Linked DNA regions of Hordeum vulgare: region 1 is linked to region 2. Evidence: chromatin contacts called from public Hi-C data. All regions are on one chromosome and are shown on one strand. Each heading gives the region's core, a stretch centred on a gene start, on an enhancer-like site or on the middle of the called end of the contact. The rest is flanking DNA. Distances are from core to core; before and after follow the strand shown. Region 1 has its middle 68 kb from the start of LOC123444762. Region 2 holds the start of LOC123444761 (5'-3' exonuclease).

Region 1 (6,657 bases), core at 1,283-3,782, 90 kb before region 2:
GGACGCCATTAGGACAGTAGCTGATTTGCCAACGATGGCCTCCTACCATGAAAGGAAGAGAGAGGATGCCCTTTCCATTAGGTGCAGTGGCTTTGGTGTGCGAGTAGACATTGACCACAAGCAGGTGGTACCCGCTGGCCGTGGAGACGTCGACGGCGTGGCCGACGGCCTTCCCATCACCAACGAGAGAGACGCCGGCAAATGACATGGCAGATGGGCAGAACTTGACAGAAATCTGATATGGTAATGTGCTGGAGAATGAGTTGGCGTAGTACTCCGTTGGTTTCAATCACTCGCTATATATGGAAGAACTGGAGCGTAAAGAGGGTGAATTCGAAAGGACTACCCATCGTCTTCCTGGTGCATGTAAGTTATGGCAGCGTAATTTCAGAGCACGTTCACAGGGCTGCATGCGTGTGCTTTGAAAACGGAGCCGCGTCAGTTTGGTCTCCATCTCTTCGAGAGCCGGAACTGGAGCAGTCAATCGCCTCCACTTCGAAGGGAGATGAACAGATGGCCCCTGTAACATGCAGACGGCCTGGTTGACTGCAGATGGCATTGACATGGAAAATCATCGGCAACGCCATCGGCAAACACGTTATGGGCAACGCCATCGGCAACCACGTTAGAGCATCTCCAACAGCCGCTGTAAACAAGCCCTGCGCAAATCTGGCAGGTTTAGCGCGCGCGCAACGCGGCGGGTGGCTCCAGCGGGCGCGCAAAAACGATGCGCGCGGCATATGCTATTCAGCGCGCTGGCCGAAACGCAATCGCGCGCGGTGTATTTGGGGCGCCCGCTTCCGCGCGCGCGGGACTCGAACGCTCGCGCGAAAGTCTCTCCTTTCCTCTTCCTCCTACGCACCGCGCGCGCCGTCGCCGGCGCCCTGCCACCGCACCCATGGACGCGCACACCGGCACCCCGCTCACCCCGTTGTACAGCCCCCCCCCCCCCCGCCCCCGTCGCCGCCGCCAAAACCCTAGCGCGGGGAGCGTTGGCGTCGCCACCGCCGGAGCTCCGCCGACCGTCGAAGCTCCCCAATGCGGCGCGGCCGAAGAAGGGAAAAACTTCCGGGAAGAAGAACAAGGCGGCGGACGGCTCCGGCGGCTCGAAGGGAAAGAAGCTAAGTTGTTGGAATGGGAGAAGCACTTGTTCTTCTTGGACACATCTCTGTTCAATGATGCGCAAAAGGAATATGTCAACCTTGCCCGTGAAGAAGTCTTGATAAAAAAAGAGCCATGATCCGCGGCATGGGTGGCGGTGGCCTCGGCCTCATCGGAGGCATGGGTGCCTTTGGAGCCATGAGATGCATGGGTGCACCTCCGGTCGCCATGGGAGGCATGGGTGGCTTTGGAGCACCCTCCGACGCTATGGCCGTCATGGGAGGCATGAGTTTTGCTTCTCTCATGGGAGGCATGGGTGCACCTCCGGCCGCCATGGGAGGCATGGGTGCACCTCCGGCCATGGGTGGAAGGTCTTTCGATGTGCCTCCTCACACACATTCCCATGAAGATGCCGTTGAAGATCTTGTCAACACCGTCGGAGCTTCACGTGATGCGGTGCGTGATGAGGTAGGGAGGAAGATTCATCTTCGGAGGCGGAAGAATCGTCTTCGGAAGATGAGGACGAAGACGAGGAAGATGATGATTGATGTGTCTTTCATTTATATGTCTTGAACTTTAGTTTGCATTTTGAACTTGGTTGAATGAACTTGTGGGCATGAACTTTTATGCATCAACTTGTTTGTGTTAAATTCACATGTTCATTGCATTTTTGCGCGATGCTGGAGCGGCGCGCGCTGTGCATTTTAGCGCTGCTGCTGAAACCAGCGTTTATCCCCGCACTAAACCAGTCGAAGCGTGCGCGACAAACATATTTTTTAGACGCGGCGCGAAGCGCGGCTGTTGGAGATGCTCTTATGCTGATCTGCGGCGCATGCATGAACATCAGCTGAACTAAAACCAAGAAACTTTTATCCAAACACGGCACTAGGAAGCAAACTGGCACTCCAAATTTTCCTTTCCAAAATGGTGCCGGACACACAATGTTTGATCTAGGAGATAAATGGCTCGATAAAAAAGCAAACACGCCAGTTGGAGATTGTACAGTAAGATGGTCATATTTTATCTGTGGCGAAGCAAGACTAATCAACGCCTCACCAGCGCCGACGAAACAAAATAAGTCCTGCATCGCTCGCCACCTATATCATGGAGCCACAGCAAACATTTCCAGCAAAATAGTAGCCTACCATCTTGCCAACGGATTCACCCAGACGGATTGATCCACACTCCCGTCATTATTCACTCAACGTGGCAATTACAGGACGCATTCATCCACTAGGATATGTGCACACTGCAATATGTGCACATTGACGGGTCTTGTGTGACCCAATGGTCGATGAGGATAAACGAGTGGTCAACCCAATAGTAGGTGAGGAAACAAACGTGCACATAGACAACGTCTTGACCGGTCGCACACCTATTGACTTCAAGTTGGTACGCGGGAACCGACATGTGTGGGATGCAGCATGGCGAAGCGCGAAGTAGGCTACCACCGTTGGACCTGCCAACTCGGGAGATCTCATCGTGTGATCACCCCGTGTCGTCATGCCCGCTATCACTTACGTTGTTTGTTGATGCAGTTATTGTCCGTCACCAACAACCCATATCGACCTCATTTTCACTCCGAGAGGAGGTGGGATTACGAACAATATACATCACATGATGTTGTCGCCCCCCTCAGGTTCGTCTACATCATACACACCATTACATATTTGCTATCTCGCTCATACCACTAGTTAAATTGTATGCGAGTAGATCATTGCAGAAAAAGTAGATGAGAAGACAATATGTCTCATGAGGTTTAGCGGTCAACAGGGACGATTTTAAGGGGAGGCCGGGGGCTAGACCCCCCCCCCCCCCAAACAATCTCGTTATCCCTTGACAGCGATTAGTTAGAAGCGATTTTTTTCGTACGCATACAATTTCCAGTTGCGTCGCCCCATGCTCCCATAGGCAGAAGCTCAGAGTCATGTACACAACAGGCCCAAATATATCAGCAAAAGCCAAAAGGGAAAAAGAAACACAACCCTCGTACGCACGTAATACGCACGAGGCCAGTCACGCCACGACCTAGCGCTCGTTCTTGCGATCCGAAAAACTTGCTCGCTGCCGCCGGCCACCTGTCTTCATCCGTTCCGTCGAGAAGGGAAGGCCTCCGCCGAGGCGCCGACCGTCCCTGAGAGGCTGAGACGGTGAGACCCCGACGACCACACTCCCACGCAGGCAGGTTTGGTCGTGCCTCGTGAGCAAATCAGTTTGGTTTGGTCGTGGGCTCGTGGCTCAATCAGTCTTCGGTCCTGCACATCTCAATCTCTTCATCTGGTTTCAATTCCAGGTATCTTATGAGCTCTATAATTCCATCCGCTTTCAATCCTGCACAACTGCGGCCCGGCGTATTCCGGCCGGCCGGCCACACTGATGAGCGACCAAACAAGGAAGAAAGGTCTCTTTTTTTGCAGCACCAACATTACATTAATCTCTGTCTTGGAATCAGGCCTGCTTGAAATGTAATTGTAAGAATATAGACACTAAAATCTAATTAAGATTTTTTTTATTGTCCAATTGTGTTCTGTAGACATGAATAGGAAGAGAGCTCAATCAATCCATACTTTTTTCAAGTCAATTGGTTCAAGCTCTCAGCCATGTGAACATGGTGATGGTGCTAATACAAATGATGTGTAACCTAGCGAAGAGAACAACCCTAGTCATGCTGAAGGTGATGCTCAAGATGTTCCAGTGCCAGAAGTTACAGAAGAAGCTACATTTATAACCACAAAATAAGATCGAGACCCAGGGAGGCGCCCTCAAATTTGGCAACTCCCTCTAGAAAAGCAAGATGATGCTAGGCGTTTTTATATATGTGAGGGGGCCTATCAGCCCGAATTGGAAAATTATGAATATAATGAAGGAAGTGTTGTTCGTCAGCGATTTCAAAAAGATTGGTACACAAATTTTTGGTTGTTGGAATATTCGACTGATACAAAATGTGCCTATTGCTTGCCTTGTTTTCTCTTTTCGAAGAAGCCGGCTGGGAAGTGTGGTTCGGACACATTCACTGTCAAAGGATTTGATAAGTGGAAGAAGGTTAACAATGGAAAATAATGTGTTTTTCTCAAACATATGGGCACTACTCCCCGCTCGGCTCATAACTTTGCAGTTCGGTGTTATGAAAATCTGAAAAATAATCCAACTCATATTAACAAGGTGATGAAAAAGCAAACTAAGCAAATGGTTCTTGATGCAAGACTGACGCTTAAGACTTCTATTGATGCCATGAGGTAAGCAACAAATATTTAATGTAAGACAATTTTCTTAATGCATTATATCTAATAATTATTCTCTGTTGATTGCATTAGGTGGTTAATGTTCCAAGCATGTCCATTTAGAGGAAACGATGAATCTGAGGATTCCAAGAATCAAGGTAATTTCAAGGAAATGATTAAGCTTTTGGCTTCTTATAATAAGGATGTACAAGAAGTTGTGAAGAATGCTCCTAAAAATGCAAAGTACGCCTCCTCTACTATTCAGAAGGAAATTGCTAGCATAATTTCACGAAAAGTGCAAACCTCAATTAAAGAAAAAAATGGGTAATAGCAAGTTTGCAATACTGTTGATGAATGTCGGGATGAGTCTAAAAAAGAGCAGATGGCAGTAGTTCTTCGGTTTTGTGAACATAGAAGGGTTGATAAGGGAGCGTTTCCTTGATGACACTTGTGTTTTGACTCTCCAGAATAAAACCATTGACGTCCTAGTTGATAATGGGTTGAATGTGCAAGATATTAGAGGCCAAGGGTACTATGGAGCAAGAAATATGAGAGGGGAGTGGAATAGGCTAAAGGCTCTAATTCTCCAAGAGTGTCCTTATGCTTATTATATCCATTGTCTACCTCATCAACTCCAATTGGCTTTGGTTGCCGCTTCAAGGGAGGTAAATGAGGTTCACAATTTTTTCCAACATGCAAATTTTGTTGTGAATACAGTTAGTGCATCTTCCAAACGTAATGATGAGTTACTAGAAAACCAGGCAGCTAAAATTGCTAGAGAGATTGAATTGGGAGAGCTTGACACTGGAAGAGGGGCTAATCAAATAGGATCTTTACAAAGGGTCGGGGACACGAGATGGAGTTCACACTATAAGTCAATCAAAAGTTTGTTGAAGATGTTTGCTACAAATGTTTCAGTTCTAAGAAGTGTAGCAACTGATCGCTCAGCTACAAGGAATTCAAGAGGAGACGCTGTAGGTGCCCTGAAGATATTAAACACATTTGATTTTGTCTTCATTCTGCACCTAATGGAAAGAATTATGAAAATCACAGATATCTTGTGTGTTAAACTTCAAAATAAAAGTTTGGATATTGCTAATGCATTGGATTGTGTTTGTAACACAAAGTCGTTGCTTGCTGAGCTGAGAGAAGATGGATAGGAAAGCCTTTTTAAAGATGTGAAATCATTTTGTGTGAAACATAAGATTGATATCTTGGACATGGATCAAAGGTATGTCTCTTTCCCTATCTCTATGTTCATTAAATTTCAATGTAGAGATTTAGTCACTTACAAACTTACTCATTATTGTCTAAATCGTGCAACTAATTCATGTTTTTCATATATATTACAATTATAGGTATGTTGATGTAACAAAATCAGGAAATAAGCATGACAACACCACCGTTATCCATCATTACAAAGTAGACGTGTTTAATGTTGCAATAGATCAACAAGTGATAGAGTTGAATGATCGATTCAGTTCTCAAGTTACGGAGCTTCTAGATCTTTGTTCATCATTGGACCCTAGACATGATGCCTTCGACAAGTCAAAGATATGCACTCTAGTGGAAAAAATATATCCTGCTGATTTTTCTAGTCAAGAAAGAGATCGGTTGGAGTGTGAATTACCGCATTTCCAGCTTGATGCATTTAACCATCCAGAGATCAAAAATTGCTAATCACTTGCTGATATGACAAAAGGAATAATTAAAACTAGCAAGTCTTCTGATTATCCTATGGTTGAGAGGTTGTTACGATTAGTAATAACTCTTCCGGTTTCAACTGCAACAGCAGAGCGAGCCTTTTTCGCAATGAAACTTGTCAAGACATGTCTTCAAAGTAAATTGGGAGATGATTTTCTTCGTCATTGCACTATAGTCTACATTGAGAAGGAAATAGCAGCCAAGTTTAGCTCCGATGATATTATTGAGATATTCGATACTGGTGCTCGTAAATCCAGCTTCAAATTAATAGATGTGTATTTTTTATTCTTATTGTGGAGCAACAAACATACGTTGACTATTTATATCTTCCAATATTTACTAAGTTATGTGACTATGTATCCAAAGATTTTGATGCTTTTAGTTCTTGCCCCCCTATCTCTATTTTCCGGCTTCCTCCCTGGTGGTCAATGCCAGCATCTCTCGGCATGATTACAAGTGCTCCTCCTCATTTACTAAATTGACATAGTATGACTTATGCAAGGTCGCCTTCACATATTTGGGGGACCGGGATGAAAATCAAAATAGCTTCTACTGGATCATCATCATGTGCATCATCGATATTAGCATTTGGATTTTGGCTTTTAGAATTGGTTTGAAATTTTTTCCACAA
Region 2 (7,664 bases), core at 195-2,694:
GACCTTGATATTTTGGTCTACAAACTCGGTCAAAGTTAGACAAGTTTGTCTTTTTGAAATAATAATACACCTTATATTTAGGAACGGAGGGAGTATGTGCGAAGATATGGAAAAAGTTCTGCGTGTTCTTTAAAAAACTCCATACCTCTTCAAGCTGAGAACTTCATAGTTTTTCCGCAGGTAATCTGCATGCTTGACTAGAACATCCTGGGCATACTCTTTGCCTACAGTTCTAACTGCAGCTGTTTTAAGTAAGTTTTCTAATGAACCATGTTTGTTCAGTAGTTTCACTGCAGTCTTGCGACCAAAACCAGGAGCCAGATGCTGGATTCCGGGAACACCATCCGCTTCATCACCCATAAAGCATCCTACACAACATAACTTCTGATTCATAAGTTGAAAAGATAGAACCAGACTGCAAATGGTGAAAACAAAAATGAACACTTGCAGATTATCCTACAAGATATATACTCACTGAGGCTCAAATCTACAGTTGGATCGCACTTGTATTGTGCAACATAGTGCCTCAGTGTATAAAAGGACCATCGACCAATCTCAGGAATGGGCATAACTAACTGAACATCTTCAGATATCAACTGCTTGAAGTCCTTGTCTGGTGAGCCAATGACAACTCTATAACCTTTCTGCAATACTTGCTCTGTCAAGGTAGCGACTACATCATCTGCCTCATATCCATCCACTTGCACAATCTGAGGTTGCCGTTCACAAAAAGATTAGGATCAGAATTGTGACAAAGAGAGCATTGCTGATTGCGCAATTAACACGACTGTTTGTCATCTCTGGTCCACCCACCGGAACATTGCACTCGCGGAGCACATCAACCACGCGTGAATCGGCACCGGTGCCCACGCCACGAGTCCGGTGCGCTTTGTAGGACGGCAGCAGCCGCCTCCGGTAGTCGTTCCCGCCTGCCCCATCGAAGACCTATCGCATCGAGGTATAATTAAGAATTCAAAAACACAAAACGACTCCTATGTAGGGTCTGGGAGGGTGTACTCACGGCGACGACGGGGTCGCGGAGGCTGACGTGCGTGAAGAAGAGCGCGAGCCAGCGCGCGAAGGCGCTGAGGCTACGCTGAGAGCCACGGAAGCATATAGGGTTTACGTCGAGGAAGAACACCCGGTCCTTGGAAGGCCTCGCCGGGGCGTTGCCTCTGCCCGCCAGGTGTTTGCGGGAATGCCTCACAGACGGCGGGGGCGGCGAGCTGGAGATCGCAGAGGTTGAAGGAGAGGAAGCTGTCGATGGGGATGCGCGGAGTCGTATGGGACGATATCTAAGGGGTGCTGCTGCCGCGGCGGCGGTGACCGGACCTATCGCCGACGCGGGGCCCGTGCCCACGGCGGGCAGCGGCAGTGGCATGGCGCTGGGTTTGGTGGGAAGGGAGGAGATGTGGGAGTTGCAGATGTGGATAAGGGGCCGAAAAGGGCCGAAAGAAACTGAAAGCGCTGCTCGGATTTTGCAAAAGCCCATCTAATATATGGGCTAAAATGACCCCTCTGCATTTTCAAAAGTGGTGGGCCTAAGCCGTCCCATCTTAACAAAGTGGAGACCTGAAAAAAAAAACTTAACAAAGTGGACATTTGGAGCGAGTAATGTTTTTCAGTGATCTGAAAAAATAATTCTGAAGGACACCCAAAAACCCTCTGCAAGCGACGATTGCAGCCGTCCGTGCTTGCTCGATCTCACCACCGACGGGTTATGCAAAGTTGAAGGTACATGGGGCTTTGTCGAAAACACTGGTATCTGATTCATCAAGTGCGGTTTGCATTGGTGCCGATGGTGTTTATTGTGGAGCGGCAACTTTGCTCAAGCGAGTGTAGGTGACCTGTCGATCCTTGAAGTAATGTCGCGTGGCAAAGCTTTGTCACTTGCTAAAGATCTTACACAAAACAACATATAATCATAGCGGCAGATTGCAAGGAGGTGATACAAGACATCGCATCAGGCACTGGCAGAAGAAATAGAAGCATTATTTGAGAGCGTGTTGTGATAGCTTGGGAATTTACCTCTTGTTCTTTTATCTTCGAGGGTAGAGAGGCGAATACAGAGGGTCATAGCCTTACAAAACATGATCTAGGACATATACAACGGGTGGCCTCAACCTGATGCCCCGTAGATCCGCATAGGATCGGAGCTAGGTTCGGACTAAAAGATGTAGCCTCATAGTATTTAGTGTAGCATGCAGAGGAGAGTCAGCCTCTTCGCGGTGAAAAGCGAGAAAAGGAAAGAAAAGATAAGCTTTGTTGATGCATGCGAGGAGAGTGATCGAGAGAGCAACAGAAAAACAACATGCATGTAAAGGACAGTGAGTCCGGTATAGAGTGTGGCCTCGGTTGCCTAAAATTTTCTTAAAGCAATGGCTTCATTACTTTTTAATTAGTTTAAAAGCTGAGACAGTAAAAATACGATGCCCCATTGTACATGCCCTTAGGATTTGATGAAAGAACAAGGGCCGAGACAAGGGGGGCGAGCAGGGCTAGACCCCTGTCAATCGCTCGCCCCTCTCAACAAATTGTAGCAGCCAATTACATCATTAACCCTTATAATGGCTATACATCGTTAATGGTTGCAGCTAATTACATCGTTAATGGCTGCAACTAATTACATCATTAACCCTTATAAAAAATATTCATTGAACTAGCTATATAGATGACCAAAGCCCAATAGCCCAATACGGGGCTGGCTACAACACTCTAACCGATCCGATGGATTGATCTATGTGTATATTCTCCTGGAACGCTTAGGGCACTTGTCGTCGTCGCGAGTCGTCGCTGAGTGCCATCCGTCGCTGTGTGTATTGTGCTAGGGCGTTTGCGTTTGCCACGACGGCGGATTTTTTCACTATGTTGATCCTTAAGGCGTAAGTTCGTCACAAAACGAACTCGGTTCGAAAGTATTTCACGTTTTGACCCTTTTGGAAACGCCAGAGACCGTGGCGTTGCAGGCCTTAGCAGAAACGTCAGTCTACTGGACGTTACAGGCCTCATGTGCAACGCCAGTCTACTGGACGTTGCAGGCCTCATGTGCAACGCCAGTCTACTGGACGTTGCAGACCAAAGCAGAAACACCAACGGGGCTGGCGTTGCAGACCAAAGCAGAAACGCCAAGCTCCCTGGCGTTGCAGGGCTCATAAGTAACTGGCCCGCGGCCTCTTCCTCCACCTCCACTTCTTTCTTCCTCCTTTTCCACGAAAAAGCTCTCCCTCCTCCTCCAGATCTCCCCCTTCGATCTCCCTCCTCCCCCGACCGTTTTGTTGGTTCTTTGGGGCAAATCGAAGAGGCCGGTAAGCTCATCCAATCCCTCCAATTAGTTTTTGCAATGATTTTGTATTTGTGTAGATTTATTTTGCACTAGGTGTACGTATGTTTTGAAGTAAAATTTATTTTGTGATTGTTAATAGGTGTAGTTTATGGTGTGTCTAGGTGTAGTTTTTGGTGGCTATATGTATAACCTAGGTTTTGTTCATATTATCCGCATTAGGTTTATGCCTAGGTTTAGTTCATATTATTCAAAGAGGCCGGTAATAATTTTCTTCATATTATGTAGGATGTTTCGTCCCGATCAATATCTGGGTCTTGATGACTACTATGAGCAGAAGCATCGTGCGGTGCTAGTTGAAAGAGGAGAGGTAATTATGATTTTGTTGATGATTATTTTTATATACTCCATGATTTGTATATTTTCACAAGTTGAGTCCATTAACAAATTATGCCTTTGTTTGTTTAGGTTCCTCCACTACTTCGTTTGAGGGGGCACAACCCCAATGAAACTCTTGTATATGACCCTCGTTACGAGCCATATTTTAGAAGAATGGATCTTCTTCAATTTGTGATCAACTTTAAAGGCACACCACCATGGTTGAATGCCACTGCCCTAACAGCACTTACGGATCGATGGAGGCCGGAGACGCACTCTTTTCACCTTCCTCTTGGTGAGATGAGCATAACCTTGGAGGATATTGCTATGATCTCCGGGCTTCCTATCGAGGGCAGGGCTCTTACAGGGAAAGTTAGGGCCGCCGGGTGGCGACAACGGGTTGCAGCATTGGTTGGTGTTGAACCCGAGCCATGGACTGATGAAACTAGGAAGGATCATAGGCCATCTGCTGTGTTGTTCTCTTGGATACAGAGACATTTTCACAGATGCCCAAGGGATGCTAGTCCGCTTGTTGTGGAGAGGTTCTCGAGAGCTTATCTCTGGAATCTTTTGACCCAAGTGGTGTTTTCGGATGGCACTGGGGACACAGCCTCATGGATGTTCTTGGATCCGCTTCGTGACTTGGATCCGGACTTCATTGAGTTTGGGGCTTCACAGATGGAAGATGCTCCGCAGTCAAGTCAACCCACTCAGCCGACGGAAGAAACACGTCGAGCTAGCTCAAGGAACATCAGACGTCCTGACTGGCAGAACACTCCAGAGGGCTACGTTACTAAGGGCAAGATGGCTGCAAAGAGAGGGAGGAAGTGAAGTATGTTACCTATGTCGTATTCTGAGTGTTATGATGTTGTCTGTTGAACTATGTTTTCTGTTGAACTATGTTGTTTGTTGAACAACGTATGTTAAACTATGAACTATGATGTTATGCTGAGTCTTATGATTTAAATTATGGTGTTATGCTTTGAATTATGGTGTTATGTTTTGATGAATGGTGTTATGCTGTGAATTATGGTGTTATGTTTTGATGAATGGTGTTATGCTGTGAATTATGGTCTTACGATTTAAACTATATTCTATGAAATATGTTTGTTGATCAAAACAGTGAAAAAATCTTGTTTTGGGGTACTGGACTAAGGAAACGCCAGGAAGCTTGGCGTTTCTGGTTGGGTCTGCAACGCCAGCATGTCTGGCGTTTCTGCGCTGGGTGCAACGCTGGCCAGTACCCCAGCACTGCGGTACTGGACTAAGGAAACGCCAGGGAGCTTGGCGTTTCTGCTTTGGTCTGCAACGCCAGTCCCCTTGGCGTTTCTGCTTTGGTCTGCAACGTCTAGTAGACTGACGTTGCACATGAGGCCTGCAACGTTCAGTAGACTGGCGTTTCTGCTAAGGCCTGCAACGTCACGGTCTCTGGCGTTTCCAAAAGGGTCAAAATGTGAAATACTTTCGAACCGAGTTCGTTTTGTGATGAACTTACGCCTTAAGGATCAAAACAGTGAAAAAATCCCACGACGGCCATTCTGATTGTCATGACAACAACTCCATCCACTAATCTACACTCCAGAGCCCGATGTGCGCATACGATTGATTAGACACAGACGGATCAGATCATCAGAATACACCTAAAAGTCGCTAGCCAGATGACCAGAATTGAATATGTTGGCACCAGTAACATTTAATAAGCATTGTTTTTTTTGTGAACTTTTATCTTAGTCTGCATCCACGACATGAGTTTTTTTAATCTATTGTCTATATTAATGTAAAGCATCATAGCTTAATTTCAAATATGAAGTTGCCTACCACCCATACCATGTGGTAACCATATAAATTATTTGATGTCTAATATATGCACAATGGTGGATTTCTTTTATCATGTAGTCTTTTTTAGTCAAGAACAGACTCAACTGGAGTATCAGCTTGCCCATTTCTAGCTGTATGTTGTAACCATCTAGAGATGAAAATCTAATCTTCATTTGCCGATTTGACCGTTGGATAATTTTAAACAAGTAGAACTGCGACATATTCAATGGTTGATAGATTACTCCGGTTGGTCATATTCAATGTCAGCTGCGACAACCGAACAATTTTTTTCGTCTATGGAACTAGTCAACACGTGTTTTCTAAATAAAATGAAAAGGATCATAGCAAAGTTCACACTATCAACTTGTTCCACGTTGTTGGTCCATGAGCTTAATTTAAGTTAATAGAAATGTAAAATTCTTTTGTAATTCCAAACAAATATTTTTCATGATTTTCCATCAACGCTATCATGACACTTAAAATATTGTGATGTTCCATGACTTCTGTGAACATCGGCTATTCATCCCCCTCAAGTTCAAATCCTGGCTCCGCTTCTGCGAAACACTGTCATATTTGGCTCCTTCAACCTCCTGATCCACAATGTATCCAATGCATGAACATTGTTACAAACTGATGAAATAGAGTGTGGTTTGCCTAAAAAGAAGAACTCTGTGCTGATGAAGCACTCTACTCTCTCTAGAATTTTCAGAATGTTTTTTTCCCTCTTCCCTTGTTGCGCTGGTGCGGTGCGATGGAGACAATCCCGTTTACGCCTGACACGGTGTATATAATCAATCCGTTGTTTCAGAAAGTGAAGGTCCACTACAACACCTGGGCCAATTCACCACCGTGCTGTGTGCATTCGTTCCTTCAACCCCACGATTCGCAAGGGTCACAGCAATGTATATTTATAAAGCGTTTGCCAATTGTCATCCCGCGGTGAGAACGGCCGGAAGTTCGGCGACGACGCGTGAGCTTGCACATCAACGAATATCTCCGTTAATTTATAGGAAATCCAACGAATATCTCCGTTCGCCGGCGAATGATAACATGTTACTTTGCTTGATCCCCTCGTCCGAATTGACTTCCCTTTAAGCATCTGAGGTATATATAAAACATAAAAATTGATGCACGGCTTGAAGTATTGGACGAGTTCGTTCCTACAAATTATCCATAAAGTTGCCATCAGACTATCAGACGAGACGAGCCAACAACTCAGTCGCAGAGGATCGACCCTCAGACGTACGTCTCCACACATGGCACGTAATATTGTTCTTTTGGCCGAAAGTGCATGCGAGTTCATGCCCATTTCGAAAAAAATCCAACATATTTGCCGTGCTTAATCACTGCTTGCTTTGGGATCCTCTTTTCGTATGCGAGTTTCTTGATTACTTCCCGTCTGTGTTAATTTGGACCGGCAGGGTCTTTTCTAAAAAGACCAAAAAAATGAAAAAGGTAAGGTGCAAGCTTCTAAGAGCATCTCCAACAGCATCATAAAAATATCACGTCCAATAATTTTTCAACGCGTCACTGTAGCACTTTTAAAGCACGAGGACCGGAGTATCTCGAACAGACGCGCGTTAGTGGAGCGTTCAATCCAGCTCAATCCAACGACCCCATCGGCAGCAGCACAGAGTTTGTTTCGCGCGTAAGCCGGCGCATCAAATATGTTGCGCGCGATAGCGCTCTTCAACACGGGTCCAAAAGTTTTTAGCGCGCGCACTGTTTTACAGCGTCTGTTGGAGCTGTCCGACGCTTAAAAAAACAAATATTTTAACACGCGAAGCACTTTTTTGAACGCCTGTTGAAGATGCTCTAAACTGACGAATAATACCGACAGACATCGATCGTATTCTGGCTGTCGAGCGCCGCAAATGACACTAGCAGGACCAGCGCGATATCGCTGGCGAGTTGCATATAGTGTCTACTAGCTGGGTTGTACTAGGATTCCAAATGGGTGTGCGTAAGTAAGACAGATCCCGGACAGACATCCGAATTATACTAATACCACTCCTAGATCTCACGTCACATGGCATCCGGTTATTTTGGTGGCACGCCTAGGATGCGATGGCACGCCATTTCAGCTGTGGCCGTCGTGGGTCTAGCTGGGAGGAGAGAAGGTATCCCCTTTGTACGACGCATGCAGATTTTGCGGCCTGTCGATCGTGCTGGGCGGCCGCCGCGACCA

The links. Hi-C and Micro-C count contacts between places; a contact is called where the count stands out from the background.
Region 1: a Hi-C map of leaf shows a contact between it and region 2, with 2.7 times the contacts expected there. The contact joins the enhancer-like site here to the promoter of LOC123444761 in region 2. A contact is called at or near these places in 2 of 6 Hi-C or Micro-C datasets (both in leaf).

Annotation. Positions count from the first base shown.
Region 1 is chr3H:534,147,661-534,154,317 of MorexV3_pseudomolecules_assembly, reverse strand. It overlaps the pseudogene LOC123440447. Among protein-coding and RNA genes, the nearest start is that of LOC123444762, 68 kb to the right of the region's middle. Within about 2 kb of position 2,532, at least 1 of the 3 cell types and tissues checked has open chromatin away from gene starts, as enhancers often do. A contact at or near this core is called in leaf, where this site is marked.
Region 2 is chr3H:534,055,267-534,062,930 of MorexV3_pseudomolecules_assembly, reverse strand. LOC123444761 (5'-3' exonuclease) reads right to left here and starts at 1,444. Exons shown (of 6, transcript XM_045121596.1): 1 at 1,022-1,444; 2 at 814-945; 3 at 476-710; 4 at 146-368. The coding sequence starts at 1,381.